Regions from separate parts of the Mus musculus genome. Here region 2 is linked to region 1. Evidence: chromatin contacts called from public HiChIP or PLAC-seq data. All regions are on one chromosome and are shown on one strand. The core of a region is the stretch at or near the end of the contact, and the rest is flanking DNA. Distances in the headings are between cores, read along the strand shown. Region 1 holds the start of Rhpn1 (rhophilin, Rho GTPase binding protein 1). Region 2 overlaps Zc3h3 (zinc finger CCCH type containing 3).

Region 1 (2,834 bases), core at 203-2,702:
GAGAAACAAAACCTCCCACTCAAAGACCCAGTGACCTGTACTGGGCTGGTCCTCAAGGATTAGCAAAAGGTGGGGGGCGGGGGGACACAGTTATCCCCACACAGGCCTGGGAATAGAAAGAAGGAACAGAGCAATCCTAAGCCTTCCCAGGCTTCTCTTACTGAGTCAGCTCAGGGTGGGGGAGTCCCACACTATCCACAGGGAGGCTGACCAATGCAACATGCACTTCCTCCACAGGGCACCTGAAAGGCATGGCCACCCTAGGAAGAAGAGTTCCTGGAGAACATGTTGCAGGCTGACTCCGTCTCCCTCCCTCCCTCCTTCCCTCTCTCCAATCTAACCCCTCCCCAGTTTGAGCTAGTCACTGTGGTATCAGGCATGCCTGGTTAGGATGGAGCCCTTGAGGGTTCTGTCCAAGTCCCAGTGCCTTCCTCTCTTCCTCTTCCTCTCCCTCTCCTCCCTCTCCTCCAGGAGACCTGATACACACACACACACACACACACACTGGATAGAATCAGCCAGCAACAAAGTACAATCTGACACCAGGAAGGAAGGTGGGCAAAGAGCCATGGGAACACCCGGGAGTGTTGTGACAGCAGCTTCTGCTTAGCAGCCCCTGGGGATGGGCAGGAGTACCCCAGAGCCTACACACATACTAAGAAACCCAAACACTCACTGACCCCTAGGAAATACCCAGACCGGAGAAGCAGAGAAGGTTAACATAATATCCCTTAGGCAAAGAGCAAACTAGTTTCCACTTCACCCCTGTGTTCCTGGAAGCCCAGGCACCCTCATCTCCAGACTCAGGAGCTTTGGAGGGGATGTATGTTGGGGAAAAGTAGTCAGGCTTCCCCGTGAAGTTCCGAAGGTTTTTGCTGTCTGCTGTCACAATCTAACCACTAATGGACACTGACTCCTACAGCGGGGCACGCAGAAGACACTGTTAGAGAAGGAGGCTTTCTAGACGTCAGAAAAAAACACGTGCTTGCTTGTGGAGGTGAGGGAGTGGGGGTTGTCACCCATCAGAACCAACTTCTTGGTTCTGAGACCCAAGGGGTTCTCTAGCTTCAGGGGAACCATCTAGACCGTGACTGCTCCAGTGTTACTCCCATCGGGCTGGAACACCGGCTCTGGTCTCTCCTTGGGACCTCAGTATCCCCACCTGGCATTCAGGGGAGCGGGTCCCAGGAAGGAAAGGCCGGGAAGGCCGCACTGCACAGCGCGGGGCAGGAGGCTGAAGACCCATATCCCTGCTCAGCCCCCACCTTGCGGATGCTGCCGTCGTCCTGCGGCCGAGAGCTTTCCTCGCCAGTGCCCTGGCCATCTGGCCTCTCCTCAAGGATCATCGCTGCTCGCTCGGACGCTGACTCCGAGAGGCTGCGAGCAGCAGGCCCCTCGCGCTCCAGGGAGGATCAGCCGCGCTGCTCCGACTGTCCCCCTCCTGGAGGGTCCGACTGACCGGTGCGGCAGAGCGCGGGCCCCGCCTGCAAAACTTGATGTTGTCCAATCAGAGGTGAGGGCTACTCCGATGGATAGAAACTACTACCAACCAGAGTGAGAGAAAGGCGGGCTCCAGGTAAGGGATCTGGTAACTCTTAGCAACCAGGGCCGCTCGCCGATCAGGGTACGCATGCGCAACGCTAGGTGTTAGGCGTGCGGAGAAAGTTAGGAAAAGACAAGCAGAACTGGGGGCGGCGACCAAGAGCCGCTGCAGCCTCTGCAGGGACTTCAAGGCTTTATCTCGTCACCCCGGCAACGGGACCCTCCAGGATTGCTCCAAAAATGTTTACAATGGGGTTTTTTAAACGGTTTGTTAGAGACAAGTGCTTGTGCTGATTCTAAAACAATGCCTGCTTTCTTCCCGGCACTAAGAGGCAAAGCGCCGCTGCGGTCCCCTTGCTTCCAGAACCGCCCCCAGAAACCTCGCCTCCGGGACCTGGTTATGCATTTTGTTTCCAGAGCCTACATTCTCCTTGACCTCCTTGTGCTTCCAGAACCGGATCGCCTTCCAGAACCCGAATTGGTTTTAAGAATTGGACTTTTTCCAGAACTCGAGCTCCTTGCAGGGCTTACTCCGAAGCACTTCTCAAATTCATGTGGGCTGGCTCACACTAGATGAGCTGAGAACACAGCCTAGAAATGAGTGGCTAGCCCTTTGTCAAGCTGCTCCAAAGGTCAGCCTCCTCCACGCTGCCCGCCACCCTGGTCACTGCTTGCCCTGACTGAGTCAGCGACTCAGTCTCTACGCCCCATCCCCCTCACACACACCTGGCTCTGTCATCCCCAGATCTAAATTTGCTCGGCTAAGCTCTTGGATGTCCCTGGACAGTGGGCCCCCGCCAGAAATGCTTCTCTCATCTGCCCCGCTAGCCTCTCCAAACTTCCTGGCATTTTTGATCCCAGGGCAGCATTGTCCCCTCCCCTCCCCTCCCCTCCCCTCCCCTCCCCTCCCCTCCCCTCCCCTCCCCTCCCCTCCCCTCCCCTCCCCTCCCCTCCCCTCCCCTCCTTTCTTTCCTTTTCTTTCCTCTAGTATCTTCCTGTGGAGTGTCACCTAATTTCACTTCTTCCTCCACTGACATCCTCATGAGCAGCCTCCTCCATCTCCGGGCTCTTATGCTGCCTAGGTGTGGTCATCACCTTAGAACTAAACAGAGACCACATGTGCTGTCACCTAGCACAGCTGTCACCCTCCTGCATAGGCACCCCTGAATTCAGACTTCTGTGTCTTCAGAATCCTGTGTGCTTAGACTGACATCCACCCAGCAAAGCATGCCTGACTAAAGCAACTGTTTCTCTTAAAGATTTATTTTAATGTGTGTGTGTGTGTGTGTTTC
Region 2 (2,834 bases), core at 88-2,587, 110 kb before region 1:
AAGTCCCTGTAGAATATTGAAGTGGAACAGGCTATCTTCTAGTCGTCTGGGATCTGAAGTTGACTGGGTGCAGCTGCAAGCCAGTTAGGGGCTGGCTACTTGAGCGGCCCCCTGAAGTCTGGGCAGGCCCACCTCCACTCTGTGGGTGGCAGCTCTCTGATGGTGGGTGGCACTATCTTTCCTCCTTCTTTCACCAGCCTTTAAGGTCGGGTAGAGTGATGGTTAGAAGGGGAGGGGAGATCTACCCCCATAATCTATAGCGACTGTCACACAGCAAACTACTCCCATTTCATACAGGCGGGTCAGGTGTCGTGCACGATCGATGGCTAGCGCACAATAATTACAGGAACTAGCAGCTTGTGTTGCTTGAGTGACTTTAGGAAGAGTAGGGTCTCAATCTTCCCTCTAATAGGGCTCTGACAGTCTGAGGCGGCAGCAGCTTTGGTGGCTGAGTGTTGGGCTGACAGTGTTGTCATTAAACACCAGGTAGTGTGGAACAACAGAGAACACGGATCTTGCACAGGGGGACAGGGTGGATGACAGCAGTTATTTATCATCACCGAGCTGCCCAAACTCCTCAGACTGCAGTGCGAATGGCTGCTTAGGGTGACTTATGGCTCTGTCTGGGGCTGCTGTTGTGATTTGATAATCTGTAAATGTTTGTCAAAGATGGATTCCTTGTTTCCATGGTGCTGCAATGAAGGCTGATGACAAGCCAGCTGTGGGCTAGGAGATGTGGACAGTCACTTGGCCATGTATACTGGAGGAGACAGAATGGCTTCAGTCAGGAACCTGAGCTGGGTCTGGGACTTGACAGCCAGGAGCCTCTTCCTCTCATAGGGCTGGCTCTTCCTGCTTTTTTCTGTGTTAGGTGAACATAGGTATGTGTGTGTACATATGTGTCACTGTCCTTGTGAAGCTGGGAACTATAAGACCTGTTTCTGCCGCTGCCCGTATGACTACAGTCCTCTGCTGGCAAGAACTTGAGGCATGTTTTTGTACCATTTTGGAATTCTGGCAGTGTCTTTCTAGAGCTAAGGAACTTCCACCTTCATGATGCTTTGCTGCTGTTCCAAAGGGGCCTTCTGGCCATACTGGCCTCGTCCTTAGAGAACAGAGCCGAGGTGCCCCGTTATGCTGCCTGTGCCCACCAGCAGACCCGAGGGCCCGGCTGCTCGTGGCATGTCTTTTCCCTTTTGATTTGCTGGAAACTATCAAGCACAGGAAAAGTAGAGTGATTTATTAGACTCATAAAAATTCATACGCTGTGATTCCAGCCATCCCACATCTGAAGCTTGTTAGAGCATGGTCCCTGGCAGCTCCTGCCGTGCTAGCGTGCCGGCGGGGAGGGTTCACCAGTCGCTTCCTGCCTTAGCTGCCATCCTGCCTTATTTAGAAAAACAGACGGGCAGGCTCTGGAAGCACACGAACGATTCTTTCTCAAAGGAGGGCGGTTGGAAGGGCAGGAATTTTGTTGTGATAATACAGCTGTATTCTGGGCTGTGTCCTTGTGGGTGAGAGCGGGTGGGTGGAGTTCTTTGCGTTAAAGACCTGGGCTGAACCTGGTCAGGTGTTGGAGCACTAAGTATGAGCAGTCTCTGGGGCTAGTTCAGGTTGTCATTACACCTATGTGCAGGCAGGCAGCAATCTGCCTGTAGTCTGTGGGCATAGATGATGACATGGGCATAGGTAGAGGTGTGAACAGATAAAGGAGACCAAGTTCAGGTGGGCAGCCATGATTCTAGCAGTAATCATGGTGAGGATGCAGTGCCTGTAATTACTGTCAGGCTGGTGAGAGTAGGAGTTGAGCCCTATGCGTCTTTTAGAAACTCTATAAAGGCTGCTTAGCCCGGTGCCCCCATGGCCAGAGCTAGACCCATGGCCTGAGCCCCTGTGCTAGGTAGTATAGGCAGGCTGCTCTTAGTTCCTTTAAGTCTTGCTGTCATCTTATCAGTATTTTGAGGGGCTGACATGACCTTCAGTTCTACCATATGAATTACATTGTTTTATGTGAGAGTGTGAGAGGCAGTGAACTTTCTCCTTCTAATGACAGGGATGTCTGACCATCTGACTTTTGCCTCCCTAGATAGTTGAGGTTCTAGGGCACCTGGGAAGCCATGGGGCAGGGTCAGACCTTTAGCTTTTGCTGCTTTGATTTTGCTTCCTCTCACAGCCATTGGTCCCCGCAGCCTGCCAGTGCCCCCAGCTGGGAGGCCAGTGTCATGCATGAGCAGACTGGGATGCGGTGCTCATCAGCACTGATTATTTCTTGTACTCTGAGGGGCCTTGCTGCTGTCTGCCTGGCTGCCGTGACTGAGGGCTAGAGACAACACATATTCCATCCTTGGTGTCTGAAAAAGAAAAGCCGTTAGAACTTCCTAGCTAGGTGTGAAGGACCAGCAGACACGTTTATACTTCTAGTAGGTCAGGTAGGGTCAGGATCCAATGGACACTCTTGGGACTCTGCCAAGGACTGGCCCTTATGTTGTTTGGGTATATAGAGGTGTGAACTGATAGCTGGGAGGAGGAGGGAGAGGAAGCCGTGATAGCTTTATGCACCCATGGTCCAGTGGAGGGAATTATTACTGGGTAGAGTGAATGGGACCTGGTGACATGCCTCAGCTCTCTAGAAGCAGAAGCCATACACTGAAACAGCCAAGCCTGGCTGCATTTTTTTTTTTAATTTACTTTACATCCTGATGGTAGCTTTCTCTCCTTCCTCCTCCTAGCCCCTCCCTCTCACCTCCTTTCCTCCAACCCCTCCTTTTTTACATAGAGGAGAGGTGATGATGGAGATGGTCAGGGATCAGAAAGATTGGAGAAAGACAAACAAA

What was found. HiChIP or PLAC-seq counts read pairs in DNA pulled down with a chosen protein or histone mark.
Region 2: an H3K4me3 HiChIP or PLAC-seq map of embryonic limb bud shows a contact between it and region 1, with 2.2 times the contacts expected there. The contact joins the enhancer-like site here to the promoter of Rhpn1 in region 1. A contact is called at or near these places in 6 of 39 promoter capture datasets (3T3-L1-derived adipocytes, the C10 cell line, the HPC-7 cell line and 4 more), 1 of 15 datasets of contacts at CTCF or cohesin (the NIH/3T3 cell line), 24 of 484 Hi-C or Micro-C datasets (the 63-12 cell line, B cells, CD4 T cells and 12 more), 9 of 115 datasets of contacts at active chromatin or transcription factors (embryonic basal ganglia, embryonic limb bud, embryonic stem cells and 5 more) and 4 of 9 other capture datasets (adipose tissue, embryonic stem cells, liver and 1 more).

Annotation. Positions count from the first base shown.
Region 1 is chr15:75,702,906-75,705,739 of GRCm38.p6, reverse strand. It overlaps Rhpn1 (rhophilin, Rho GTPase binding protein 1), which reads right to left and starts at 1,452. Exons shown (of 15, transcript NM_001163465.1): 1 at 1,266-1,452. The coding sequence starts at 1,346.
Region 2 is chr15:75,817,269-75,820,102 of GRCm38.p6, reverse strand. The region is part of intron 3 of Zc3h3 (zinc finger CCCH type containing 3); the gene reads left to right. Among named protein-coding and RNA genes, the nearest start is that of Zc3h3, 23 kb to the left of the region's middle. Within about 2 kb of position 1,337, at least 26 of the 459 cell types and tissues checked have an H3K27ac peak or open chromatin away from gene starts, as enhancers often do. A contact at or near this core is called in cerebral cortex, embryonic fibroblasts and embryonic limb bud, where this site is marked.